Linked DNA regions of Mus musculus: regions 1 and 2 are each linked to region 3. Evidence: chromatin contacts called from public HiChIP or PLAC-seq and promoter capture Hi-C data. All regions are on one chromosome and are shown on one strand. Each heading gives the region's core, a stretch centred on a gene start, on an enhancer-like site or on the middle of the called end of the contact. The rest is flanking DNA. Distances are from core to core; before and after follow the strand shown.

Region 1 (4,457 bases), core at 1,517-4,016, 130 kb before region 3:
CTTGTGTTGAAGTTTTCCCTTTATTATCCTTTGAAGGGCTGGATTCATGGAAAGATATTGTGTGAATTTGTTTTTATTATGGAATACTTTGGTTTCTCCATCTATGCTAATTGAGAGTTTTGCTGGGTATAATAGGCTGGGCTGGCATTTGTGTTCTCTTAGTGTCTGTATAACCTCTGTCCAGGATCTTCTGGCTTTCATAGTCTCTGGTGAGAAGTCTGGTTTAATTCTAATAGGTCTGCCTTTGTATGTTACTTGATCTTTTTCCCTTACTGCTTTTAATATTCTATCTTTATTTAGTGCATTTTCTGTTCTGATTATTATGTGTAGGGAGGAATTTCTTTTCTGGTCAAGTCTATTTGGAGTTCTGTAGGCTTCTTGTATGTTCATGGACATCTCTTTCTTTAGGTTTGGGAAGTTTCCTTCTATAATTTTGTTGAAGATATTTACTGGCCCTTTAAGTTGAAAATCTTCATTCTCATCTATACCTATTTTCCTTAGGTTTGGTCTTCTCATTGTGTCCTGGATTTCCTGGATGTTTTGAGTTAGGATCTTTTTGCACTTTGCATTTTGTTTGATTGTTGTGTCCATGTTTTCTATGGAATCTTCTGAGATTCTTTCTTCCATCTCTTGTATTCTCTTAACTGATGCTCACATCTATGGTTCCTGATTTCTTTCCTAGAATTTCTATCTCCAGAGTTTTCTCCCTCTGGGTTTTCTTTACTGTTTCTACTTCCATTTTTAGATATTGGATGGTTTTGTTCAATTCCATCACCTGTTTGGTTGTGTTTTTCTGTAATTCTTTAAGGGATTTTTGTGCTTACTCTTTAAGTTCTTCTTCCTGTTTAGCAGTGTTCACCTGTATTTCATTAAGTGAGTTATTAATGCCCTTCTTAAAATCCTCTACCAGCATCACGAGATATGATTTTAAATCTGAATCTTGCTTTTTGGGTGTGTTGGGGTATCCAGGACTTGTTGTGGTGGGAGTACTGTGGTCCGATGATACCAAGTGGTCTTGGTTTCTGTTAGTAAGATTCTTACATTTGCCTTTTGCCATCTGGTAATCTCTGGTGTTAGATGTTCTAGCTGTCTCTGGCTGGAGCTTATTCCTCCTGTGATTCTGGTTAGCCTCTGTCAACAGTCCTGGGAGTTCAACTCTCTCCTGAGTACCAGTGGTCAGAGCACTCTCTACAGGTAAGCTCTCTTCTGGCATGGAAGGTGCACAGAGATCTGGAGCTCAGCTCTGCCTCCTGGCTGAAGATGAAGACCTGAAGGGACCCTGCCCAAGAGGCTCTGTTGCTTCTTCAGCTCACATGCTGTCCTGTGCAGACTGGTCTCTCAGAGACCCGGGATACAAGATGGCGATCTCGCCTGAACCCTGGAGTCAGAGCCAAGAATCTTTTTTCTTTAGAGGTATAATCCATGACAAATTGTCCATGCTCCTCCGAATGCATATATGGGCATCATTAACTGGTCCCGGTGCGTTATTTAAGAAAGAAAGAAAGAAAGAAAGAGAGAGAGAGAGAGAGAGAGAGAAAGAAAGAAAGAAAGAAAGAAAGAAAGAAAGAAAGAAAGAGAGAGGAAGAAAAAGAAAGAAAGAGAGAAAGAAAGAAAGAAAGAAAGAAAGAAAGAAAGAAAGAAAGAAAGAAAGAGAGAGAGAGAGAGGGAGAAAGGGAGGGAGGGAGGAAGGAAGGAAGGAAAGAAAGAAGAATATATTGGATGTGATTGAATGTGTCTGATATATATTATATGTATGTATAAAATTCTCAAGGAATAAATAGAAAATATTACATTTTTAAAAAGTAAAATGATACTGGATGTATCACATACCTTTAATCTCAGCACTTGGAAGGAAGAGGCAGGAGGATCTCTGTGAGTTGGAGGCCAGCCTGGTCTACATAGCTCGTTCCAGGCAAGCCAGGGCTACACATTAAAACCCTGTCTCAGAAAGATAAAAAGGAAAAAAGGAAAAAGAGGGCTGTGGGAGTGTGTGGGTTGGTGGTAGAACACCTGGGTGGCATTGTGAAGCTCCGACTTCCATCCCTAGTACTGCATAAAAGAGTGAGACAGAGACAGAGACAGACAGAGAACCAGGTGCCAAAGGCCCAGTACCATCTAATCTAATCTTTCCATATTTCAAAAGAAGCTGGCATTTGGGTTTCTGAATTAATATTCCAACCATGTTTCCAATAGCCTCACTGCTATACTGGTGAAGAATGCAAAGCCAAATGTAGCATATCATTGGACCTTCACAGCATTTGAAGAAATACTAATACATCCTTCGAGACCTGGACCAGTGCCCAGGCCTTCCATTAGCCCTTTGGTCAACATGACACAGGGCTCCCTTTGCAGAGTCTTTGTCTTCTACACAAGAGAATTTTTTGTCTTTCTTTTATTTAGACAGGATCTCATGAAACCCAGACTGGCCTCAAACTCATTACTAGCTCAAACTGGCCTTGAACTACTGATTCTTCTGGCTCTGCCTTCCAAGAGCTAAGATTATAGGTGAATGATATGATAGCTAGTATTATAGATAAAACAATTTATAATCAGACACAAGAACTGGGGATGGATCTCAGTTGGTACAATGCCTGCCTGACACACACAAAAGGGACTTGAGGTCAGGAATGGTGGCACACTCTTGTAATCCCAGCACTTGGGACATGTGGGTAGGAGGATTTCTTCTGCAGTAAAAGGAAGGGTGTCAAATATACAGGTGTGTGAGTGCAGATCTCATCAGAACAGCTGTTTCTTCCACTTCCTTATTCGGTGCTCATGTGTGTCCCCTGCCTGCTCATGTGTGCCCTGCCTATTTTTCACTATGGGGTTCTATGCTTCACTCAGTTGCCAAGTATGACTTCTTCTCTAATGAAGGAGATCCTCTCATAAGAGATCACAAGTCTAGTCTGAAGCAGAATCCTGTTTTAACTATACTTAAAGGGTGCTCCTGACTACTGACTGTGCTGGTTATAAAGGGTGTCATCTATTGCCATCTACATAAAGCCTAGCTGGCTATTGTGCTACAAGTGGTCAACCCAGTGGCTATTTCTATTCTACAAGTGTCTGTGAAGTAGGTGGATGCTCAGGATCTTTCTAGTGGCTCCCTTCCTAAGGCTCAAGCTCCCTTTGACTATGGTATTAGAGAATACCTTAATAAATAGTAACAATAACTAAAGCTGTAGAGGAATTTTAATCCAGCCATATGGCTAATCTGGCAAGGGATCACATTCAAAGACCTAAGTCTGTATGACCTGTCTGGAATGAAGACTGGCCACACACCTTTAGTCCCTCTTGCCCTTCTACCTCAGTCCCCTCTCTCTTGGAACTTTCTTCTGCTTGTGCTCTCCTCTCCCACTCTCCTTCTCCCTTTTCACTCATGGTCAGATTCATTCTGAATGCTTCCAGATGCTGGCTGTACTTTCCCATATCTACAATAAAATCCTTCACCTCAGTCATTCCTTGGATCAGTCATGTCCTCCTCATTTTAGTCACCTGGACTCCAGGGACAAGTCCCAGAAAATCTCCCAGACACATTGAACAGCTCCTTCCAATCAACTGAAAGCTATCTTTGCCTTGTGACAATCCCTTGTGGTGATGGATTTTAGCTCCCTGCAAATGCATTGTCTGTCTAGACTTAAGAAACTCAAGAGCAGGCCCCTCATAACACTGCTTCCATGCTTCCTGTAGTGCTGCACAGTGTCTTTGTTTGCTCTCTATCGATGACTGAAAGTGACTCCAGAGGGAGAGTTTACCTGGTTTATGGATGACAGCCTGTAGAGCAAAGCCAAGGGAAGAACTCAAGGAAGGAGCCTAGAGACAGGAGCTGAAGCAGAGACTTCGCCCGTGATGAATGCTGCTTGTTAGCTTGTTGGCTTGCTTTCTTCTTGATTGTGAGCCATCCTTTACAGGTGAGCCATCTCTCCAGACCTCAGAATGCTTCCTTATACCGGCCAGGCCAGCCTGTCCAGGGGTGGCATCACACACAGTGGGCTAAGCCCTAACACATCAAACACTAATCAAGAAAATGCTCCCATGAACTTGGCTAGAGGCCAATATGATGGGCATTTCCTCAGCTGAGATGCCCTTTTCCCGAGTGATTCCAATTTGTGTCAAGTTGACAAACACTAACCAGCACAAATAGTAAATGCTCAACAAAGAACTTCAAAATATTTTACTGACTTCATGTCACAGAGTCTGTGTGGCTGGGTCTCAGGACAGCTTCAGTTTCCAAGAAACTTGATTCAGGGCCAAGCAGACAAGCTTCAGTGAGTCAAAGCAGTAGCTGTGTGAACTTGATGGCCTGAGCTCCACCCCAGAAGCCATGTAAAAAGTTAGATACAGGGAAGTACACACATTTGAGATCCTAGGATGCACAGTGAAATGGCAGAGCTAACTCTGCCTCTGACCTCCACACAGTACTGGTGTGGACACACACCTATGTATACATATACTTATAC
Region 2 (4,271 bases), core at 162-2,661, 200 kb before region 3:
CTCACACACACACACTCACACATAAAGATGAATGCTAAAATAACACAGCTAGGAAGTGGTTCATTGGAATCTATATCTCACGTGCCTTGAATCCAAATGAAATGTCCCTTTTGTCTGCCAGATATATTTATTCTTTGGTTCATTTCACAATTTACTTATTGACTCAAAAGGCTCATGATTATTGCTGCACATAAATTCTTCTGTAGTCTTGTTGGCAAAGTCCTTACCACAGCAGTGGCTGCCCTTGCCTGGCCTGTTTCTCAGGATCACCTCCACCATCTTCCAGTCCTCTGTCCGTTGCTTTAACCCTTGCCTGGTGCAAACTGTGATCTGCTGACACAGGTTTAAAGATTGAAAACTAAACATGGCACAAAGGAAACAAGGAAAGCCAAAAAAGAAAAGAGAGAGAGAGAGAGAGAAATTAAGAATTAAATTTGTTGATGCCTTAGGGTCCCAGATCAAATTACAGAGTCTGCTAGACCTCCAACTAAAAAGCTAGATTCTAGTTCTTGGGTATCAAAATAAACCACAGCATCTATGGCTGGAGCTTGTCTTGGCTCCCACATAAGGCAAGGGAGGGTGTCATATAACATGCATGTGAATTGTCTTATCCTTATGATGGATCTTTTCCAAATGAAAGCCTACAGCTCAGAGAATATTCTCATATTTTCTCAATTACGCTGTGGGTAGATAAGGGTCAAAAAGCCAAACACAAAGCCATCTACTTATAGGTATAATGTTCTTTGCTCTGTCAGTGGAATACCCAAATATCTGTCCACAAAGGGCAAGATAGGTTTTCATAACCAAATAAGAGAAGCACCATACTACAAAGGGGAGGAGCATCTTTTGTCAGCACTGGGAAAGTCATTGGTAGGAACTATCTTTTTCTCAGGTTACATCCTCCCTGCCTTCCTTAGGTATACGGTCTTTCCTTGTGAACCTATGAGAGAGAAAGGTAAGGGTGAGTTAATGATAATGTCCTTACTTGGCAAAATGAAAGCGCTAGCTTTGTGTCAGTGGTTCAGAGCCCTGGTCCTATATCTATGTAAGTATGTGTCTTGATGCAATATTAATACATCAGGATTGATCTGTTGACTTGTTAGAAGAGTTCCCTCTCCTCCACCACCGCCCATAGTACTAGAGAGCAGCCCAGCTCCTTGTCCCTTTAGCCTGAACACCTCTGTAGGGGCTCAGTTCCCCCCCCCCCCCCCCAGATCTCAGCAGCTGTTTTCTCCTAAGCCATGTAGGCAGAGGCACATTTCAGAAGATTGTGGCCATTATCTGCCATAGGAAACTACCCAGCAACCCAGGGAGAAAAAAAAAAATAGCTGACCTACTGGTGATATGTGCAGATGGGAATGCCCCAGCCTGGGGCTCTGTGTTCATGAAAAAGGGACTTTCTCATATTTTAAATGACATCTCACTAAAGACTGAGAGTCATTCCCACCTGTCTTGAGTTCATACTGTACTGCTGACTAACAGTCACAGCCTTTTACAAGTGTAATTTAGGTCACAGAACGACACACTTAACTGATGTCAGAGCTAGAATCCTAACCCACTATCTGCTTAGTCTCACCTTCCAGAAAAGAGCAATGGATCCAGGAGATGTGATTTGAAAGAAAAAGGTTCACATGTGGAACTATACTTTAGAGCCAGGGGCTCTTCTGTGTATACAATCAAAGACAATAGCTGCCCATCTGCCAGGATCCATCAGTAGCCAGTGGATCTGCATGGTGGGGTAATATGGAAATATGGAGAGAGGTGAAAGAAGATGCAGGGTTCCAGTATTCAGAATGTAAAATAAAATAATGTTTGGAATTTAGCAAGAGCCATTTTTTAAAGATATAGTTATTGTAGATTTTCTTGGTTCTAATGTACTGATAATTCACACACTCATTTATTCATTCAAGAGAGAGAGACAGAGATATCTCAAATATGTTCAAAATCAGACCTAGCTAATAAGATTACTGATCACCTTAATATCACCTATAATCATCAGTAACTTATTTATGAAATAATATTTTTCAGCTATGATGAAAGAAAAAAGAAAATGGAAAAAGACTACCCAAAAAACACTGAAGAAGAGTTTTCAGGAGTGAGTGGCCATATAGATGCTGCTGTGGAACTGAATGGTGAGTTTGCCCACCAAAAATGTCCCCCAGGAAATTAGAACAAGCAATCTGGGCTCTACTTTAACTCAACAGAAATGGGTTTCAATGGAGGTCACTGTCATTTCATACATTTAAATAGCCATATTACCTACTAGGAGAAGAATTATTTTTAAAATCCTTTCTTGAAAAATAAGTTAATAAAAATAAATTTGTGATTTTCCATTTACTAATAGACATGTTTAAAAGTATGTCTTCCATGAACGCAGCCAACGTGAGCTGGAACAGTTCCACCTTCACTTGAGTCCTGGCCTCACTTACCTGCACTGCTGTTCTTCAAGCCTTGCTGCACGAAGTGTTCTGTGTTTATGCACCTGTAGCAATGCCCACCTTCCAGTTGGGAGAAGTAAATGGTTTAAGAGACAAAAAAAAAAAAAAAAGAAAGAAAGAAAAGAAAAAAGAAAAGAAAAGAAAAGAAAAAAAAAGAAAAGAAAAGAAAAGAAAAAAGAAAAAGAAAAAGAAAAAGAAAAAAATAGTATGTCTTCAAGTGGGATGCAGCTAACCCTGACCCTGACCTAACTACCATGCCCTGCCCTGGAATCAGTTCCCAACACAACACAAACTGGTTATGTGACTTGTAATCCCAGAACTTGGGAAAAGGAAGTTCAAAGCAATCCTCATCTACATGGCAGATCTGAGGACTGCCTGGGATGTGAGAGACCCTTTTTCAAACGTACCACAAAAGGTACAGCTGTAGCCTATGTAATCCCAGTGCTTAGGAGGTTGAAGCAGATAGATTAAAGGTTTGACTACAGTCTGAAATACAAAATGGGACCTTTTCTCAAAAAACAATCAAACAACAGTACCATAGTGGAGCTTCAGTGCAGGAGCTGTAGTCTCAGCCTTCCCAATCTTTGACCTTTCCATAATCCAACTCCTAAAATTAAACACATAGTTTAAAAAGTTAGATGAAGTGAGTATTTTAAACAAACCACACAAATTCAAATATATCCTTTGGATCATGTTTTTCTTGAGTATGTAGTACAGACAGACAGTGTTCAGAAACTCAGAAGAGATTCCAAATGTGGCCCCTGTTCTTATGGAATGCTGAGTATCCTTGAGAAATGCCTATCTAAATAACACAGATGAAGCCACTGGAAGATGAAACCGTCTATAATTTAGGGCTGATTGGTGTTAATAGGCTTCAGAGTGATTTCAAAGAGTGATCTGAGACAGGTGGGGTCAAACATGGCAGTTGGCTATTTCATAAGACCTTAGTTGGTTCTGAAGGACAGCTAAACATGTGATAAGCTATAAAAAAGGAGGAAGGACTTCTGTGAAGAGAGCGGTCTAAGCAAAATCACAAAGCATGATGAACATGCCTTCCCATGGCCAGAAGTGAAGCCCATACCCTGCTGGAACAAAGGAAAGACTGAGGAATGATCTACAAACTTAGGGGTCAGGTTCTAGAGCTTGTTGGAGATCCCCAGAAGACAAGCTAACTGCCATCTAACCAACCCCTGATTCCTCATTGATACCATGTCAAGAAAGCTGTGGTTGTAGTATAAACCTCCCTTAGAGATCCATGCATCTCTCCAAGAAATCTCCAGTAACCACAATTTCAACTTTATCTCTTCTAGGCTACATTTACTTCTTTTCAGGACGGAAAACATTCAAGTATGATACAGAGAAGGAAGACGTGGTTAGTGTGGTAAAATCCAGTTCCTGGATTGGCTGCTGAGTCGTCAGGTCTCTCCGCAGGGACGAAGAGAGCTGTGAGCAACTGATGACTGGACATTACGCACCAAGTCGTGTGTCAGAGACACTCCTCTCCAACCTTCAGTCGTGAGGGTGATTGAAGGTTCCTTGAAAATAATAATTCTATTGTTTTTCCTAATATTCATTCACAATTCTAGTCTAAATGAGAAACCACCTTTATTCAAAATCGCATAATATACCCTTTAGTTAAATATTCACTTTTCTCTTACCTACTGTAGTAAAGCAAATTGATCACTTTGGTTTCTGTTTGTAGAAAAAGGACTATGTGCACTCATGTGTGTGCGCATACACACACGTGCTTATGAACACATACACACATACAAATATTTCATTAAGCAAGGTCATTACCATACAAATTAAAATTACTCTTTGAAAAATAATGGC
Region 3 (4,357 bases), core at 1,106-3,605:
GTAGAGCTCAGTCCTATGGTGGTTCTGTTTTCAACCTTTCGAGGGTCTGTTCCACTGATTTCCTTAGAGGTTAGACTAGTTTGTGTCCCCAGCAACAGACGCAATTGTTTTCTCTACATCCTGAGCCGAATTTGTAGAAATAACCCTCAGTCCTTCCAAGATCACTGTTTCATTCAGCTGGCTCCGTTCCTCACTAGGTGAGGCCCTCAGCCTGCCTTCCTTTGCCTGCCCTCTGTTCACAGGTCTATTGGCCACCTCAGAGAAACAAGTGCCCCTTCATGGGCCCTCCTACTACTCTGAAGGACTCTTCTTCATATTTCCTCAAACCCCGCAGGGTCCTTGTCCCTCTATACAGTAATGCTGAAGTCTCTACTCCAGCCACTCCTGAGTCTGGCAAGCCGGCAGAACATTTGTTTATGAACCACATTTCCACACAGACAGCCAGTCCGTGTGCCAGCACCTTTCCCTCTCCATACTCATAAAATAAAATTTGCTTCCTCTTAGGCCTGTTCTGATCCCTGCCCTAGTCCACATCAGTGTGTAGGAGCCCTCTTTCTTTCCAGTGGTTCCTTATAGATGAGCTTGGCACCCCAGTTTCTTCTCTGCTTACACTACCATGTCCAGTAGACCCAGAGACTATTGTGTGCCCCCACCCTCTGGAGCAATTAGCTGTGCCATCTTCCTCCCTCCACCTTGGACCATATCTCCTACAGAATAGGAAATAAGCTTTAACCTCTGTAGTAGCTGCAGCTACAGTGCCTAGCTGCTGTTGTGTGAGACACACAGCCCAGACTGACCTTGGACACCTGATCCTTCAGCCTCCACCTCCCAAGTGCTAAGATTACAGACCTGCACTACTAACCCCAGCAAACACTGGCATGGAAGAATTTCTTAGCACAGCTGGCTGTGCCCAGCATGTTCATGGCACTTTCATTTGTTAATTTCCCCCTATTACTGCTAACTTGACCTCGTGGCAATTTACTCCCATGCTCTGGAGTCTCACATCACAGGATTTCAAGAGAGTCAGTCCCTTTTCCACCAACAGTGTAATGTTGGGCAAGAAAACCACCAAGTGGCCAGACACGCCCCTAATCCCATTACCCTGGAGGCAGAGGTGGGTAGACGTCAGTGTTTCCTTGAGTTCAAAGCCAGCCTGTTTACTTATCCAGTTCCAGCCCAACCAGTGCTCCATAGTGAGACTAAGAAAAGCCACTCGTGCCTCAGTTTCCTAGGTGCGAAAAGGGGATAGTAATGGCACCTGCTTTTTACAACGGATGATCAGAACCTGGCTTGGGGCAGACAGAAACGACTCCAGAGATTTACCGGCTAGATTAAGAGCACTGCTGAGAAATTGAGTACAGTGACTCAGGCCTATAATCCCAGCACTGAAGGGGTTAAGGCAGGAGGATTTTTCCGAAGTTCAAAGCCCCAGTCAGCTATAGTGTGAAATGGTCTCTGACACACCCATCACTCCTTTAATCCAAGCACTTGGAAGGCAGAGGTAGGCAGATTTCTAAGTTCGAGGCCAGCCTGGTCTACAGAATGAGTTCCAGGACAGCCAGAGCTACACAGAGAAACCCTGTCTCGAAACACCCCCCCCCCCCCAAAAAAAAAGAAAGAGCTGTAGTGTTTTCCTGAGCTGGCCACCAAGAAAACAACCATGAGCTTTCCACAAGCTCATCCTTAGACGCCAGAGTTCTCACTGTGTCAAGTCTCCCAGATGCCTCCCGCAGCAGCCTAATTAAAATGCAACTTCTCGGCACCTACGCCTCACTCAGAAAGTCAGAGACCGGAAAAGACTCAGAAAGTCGAGCTCCCGCAAGCGGGGAGGGGGTGGGGGGAGGGGGGGCAGCCAGGGTCAGCGTGGCCAACCTGTAGGTCGCCCTCCCGCAGGACCACCGATGCATAGAAACGGGTTTTGCAGGTTCTCCTTCGGATCTAGTCACCCCGGTGATCCTCGAGCCACTACGGGGACCCTGGCTGGATCCCCACGCGCGCGCGTACTCACCGCAGCCCACTTCCTAGGCTCTGAACGCCAGCAATGACCTCTGATCTCCGGGGGTGGCACCCTCGCCTGGCCTGTGGGGTGTGGCTGGGTGGCGCGATACCTTTAAATCGTCCCCAGCTAGGCCTTAGCCACTGCCCCCACCCTGCCCGGCTCAGGGCTGCTCAGACCTGCGGTGCTTTCCTCCAGGGCTCCGGGGAACTCCAGGGTGAAAACCAGACGCACTTCCTCCTCACCCTTGGTGGCCACCCTGGCTGGGGATTTCCGTGGCTCTTCTGTGCGTGACTTCCTGGACCCAGCTCCTCTTCGTGTCATTTACTGAAAGTTTTTACTTGAAGGCTCTTGGCTCTTACAAAACATTGAAAACAGATGTGCAGCCTGTGAGTTCCGCCTTAAGAGGCCTATCCCCACCCCACCCTCACCGCGCTTCCCTCCTGCAGCCTCCAAGTCCTTCACTGTAAAAAAAGAGCCACAACTGTCCGGAATATAACTGCTAAGTTAAAAAAGTAAGACGTTAGGAGGAAAAAAACCCGAGTAACTCTGTAAAAGTCTCTGGTTTCACTTTTTGTTTTTATCAAGAAAGAGAGCTGAAAGGAACATTTGTTAAAAACAAACAAACAAACAAAACAAAACACGTATGGATCTCAATTTCAGGTTATTTTTATTATTTCAAAGATCAGAACTACAGCTGCGGGTAGCAGCAAATGCCTTTAATCCCAGCACTCAGAAGGCCGAGGCAGGAGGATCTCTGTGAGTTCCAGGCCAGCCTGGGCTACATAGTAAGACTTTGTTTTTTAAAAATGCTAGAACCACACTGATTCTTGTATTTGAAAGGTGTGATTGTGGGCCGGAGACGTGGCTAAGCAATTAAAAGTACTTGCTGCTCTGGTAGAGGACCAAGGTTCTGCTCCCAGCATTCACAAGATGGCTCACAGACATCTGTAACTCCAGTTCCAGGAGATCCATTGCGGCCTTCTGGCCTCTTCAGGCACTGCACCTGTATTCGCACAGGCGTGAGGCAAAACACCTGTACACATATTTAATATATAAATACGTTTTAAAAAATATTTTGAAAGGGTTAGAGAGATGGCTCAGCAGTTAAGAGCACTGACTGCTCTTCCAAAGGCCTGAGTTCAAATCCCAGCAACCACATGGCTTACAACCCTCTGTAATAAAATCTGACTCCCTCTGCTGGTGTGTCTGAAGATAGCTACAGTGCACTTACATATAATAATAAATCTTTAAAAATATGTTTTTTTAAAAGTCTGGGGTTTTTGTTTTGTTTTGTTTTTTTTGTCCTGATCTGTTTTAGTGGTTTTTTTTTTCTTGTATTTTTGTTTAGTTTTTCCTTGTCAAATTTTGTTTTATAAACAGGATGAATAAATCTAGAAAAACAAAATTCCTTCTTTTAGCTTTTTCTCTTTCAAGGGAAGGTGCTTAGCTATATCAATGTTCTTGTAAAAACTTGACTCTTGCCAGGCAGTGGTGATGCATGCCTTTAATCCCAGCACTCAGGAGGCAGAGGTAGATGGATATTTGTGAGTTCTAGGCTAGCCTGATCTACAGAGTGAGTTCCAGGACAGCCAGGCTACACAGAGAAACTTTGTCTGCTTTCCTCCATCTTCAGCCAATTAGCATCAGACTTAAGGAGACATAATCTAGCGGTGAGAAACCTGCCCTGGTCAATCTAGAGATAAAATGCCTTATTGTGGGCTCAGCTGAGAGGGACCACAGTTCCAACAGGAGCTCTAGTAGAAGAACTTCGTTTGTGATCATATAGAGATTTCCACCTACTTTCAAGCCTCTATCTGAGAGCAGAATCACACCTGTGAGAGCAACAGACTCCCTTGCAACATTTGCACAATTTTACTGTGGGCCTTTATTATTAGTAGCATTAGCATTAGCATTAGCATTAGTATTATTAAGCAAGTTGTAGAGCCAAGCCAGTGATGTGGAACTTGAGAAGCTGGAGCAGTGGACAGCCTCCAACTGAGCCTGGAACAGAGTTAGACTATGCCTGAAAATAGATAGTACTTAAGATCCATTACTTTCAGCCAGGCAGTGGTGGTGCACGCCTGTAACCCCAGCACTTGGGAGGCAGAGACAGGTGGATCTCTGAGTTCGAGGCCAGCCTGGTCTACAGAGTGAGTTCCAGGACAGCCAGGACTGCACAGAGAAACCCTGTCTCGAAAAACAAAACAAACAAAAAAACAAAACAAAACAAAAGATCCATTACTTTCTGGATAAACTCTAATGTATATGAGCAGGGACAGTATATCTCTTGTTAGATGCTTTATTCTAGCATCAACAGGGTACCTGTACATAATAGCTGCTGAGCATCTTGATATCTTG

Evidence for each region. Promoter capture Hi-C pulls out the DNA fragments that hold promoters and counts their contacts. HiChIP or PLAC-seq counts read pairs in DNA pulled down with a chosen protein or histone mark.
Region 1: a contact with region 3 is called in a promoter capture Hi-C map of the HPC-7 cell line. The contact joins the enhancer-like site here to the promoter of Birc3 in region 3. A contact is called at or near these places in 5 of 39 promoter capture datasets (the C10 cell line, the HPC-7 cell line, hippocampal neurons and 1 more), 1 of 15 datasets of contacts at CTCF or cohesin (CD8 T cells), 15 of 115 datasets of contacts at active chromatin or transcription factors (the 230-238 cell line, bone marrow-derived dendritic cells, bone marrow-derived macrophages and 11 more) and 3 of 9 other capture datasets (adipose tissue, liver and pancreatic islet).
Region 2: a contact with region 3 is called in an H3K27ac HiChIP or PLAC-seq map of bone marrow-derived dendritic cells, with 2.8 times the contacts expected there. The contact joins the enhancer-like site here to the promoter of Birc3 in region 3. A contact is called at or near these places in 4 of 39 promoter capture datasets (the 3T3-L1 cell line, cranial neural crest, erythroid cells and 1 more), 1 of 484 Hi-C or Micro-C datasets (bone marrow-derived macrophages), 7 of 115 datasets of contacts at active chromatin or transcription factors (the 230-238 cell line, astrocytes, bone marrow-derived dendritic cells and 3 more) and 2 of 9 other capture datasets (embryonic stem cells and pancreatic islet).

What each region holds. Positions count from the first base shown.
Region 1 is chr9:7,740,160-7,744,616 of GRCm38.p6, forward strand. No RefSeq gene overlaps it. Among named protein-coding and RNA genes, the nearest start is that of Tmem123, 22 kb to the right of the region's middle. Within about 2 kb of position 2,767, at least 27 of the 459 cell types and tissues checked have an H3K27ac peak or open chromatin away from gene starts, as enhancers often do. A contact at or near this core is called in the 230-238 cell line and pro-B cells, where this site is marked.
Region 2 is chr9:7,669,315-7,673,585 of GRCm38.p6, forward strand. Mmp20 (matrix metallopeptidase 20 (enamelysin)) reads left to right here. Exons shown (of 10, transcript NM_013903.2): 9 at 2,029-2,132; 10 at 3,749-4,271. The coding sequence ends at 3,849. It overlaps AV064505 (expressed sequence AV064505), which reads right to left. Exons shown (of 4, transcript NR_126562.1): 2 at 2,975-3,045; 3 at 2,430-2,498; 4 at 115-358. Among named protein-coding and RNA genes, the nearest start is that of Mmp7, 21 kb to the right of the region's middle. Within about 2 kb of position 1,412, at least 6 of the 459 cell types and tissues checked have an H3K27ac peak or open chromatin away from gene starts, as enhancers often do. A contact at or near this core is called in bone marrow-derived dendritic cells, where this site is marked.
Region 3 is chr9:7,870,815-7,875,171 of GRCm38.p6, forward strand. Birc3 (baculoviral IAP repeat-containing 3) reads right to left here and starts at 2,356. Exons shown (of 9, transcript NM_007464.3): 1 at 2,009-2,356.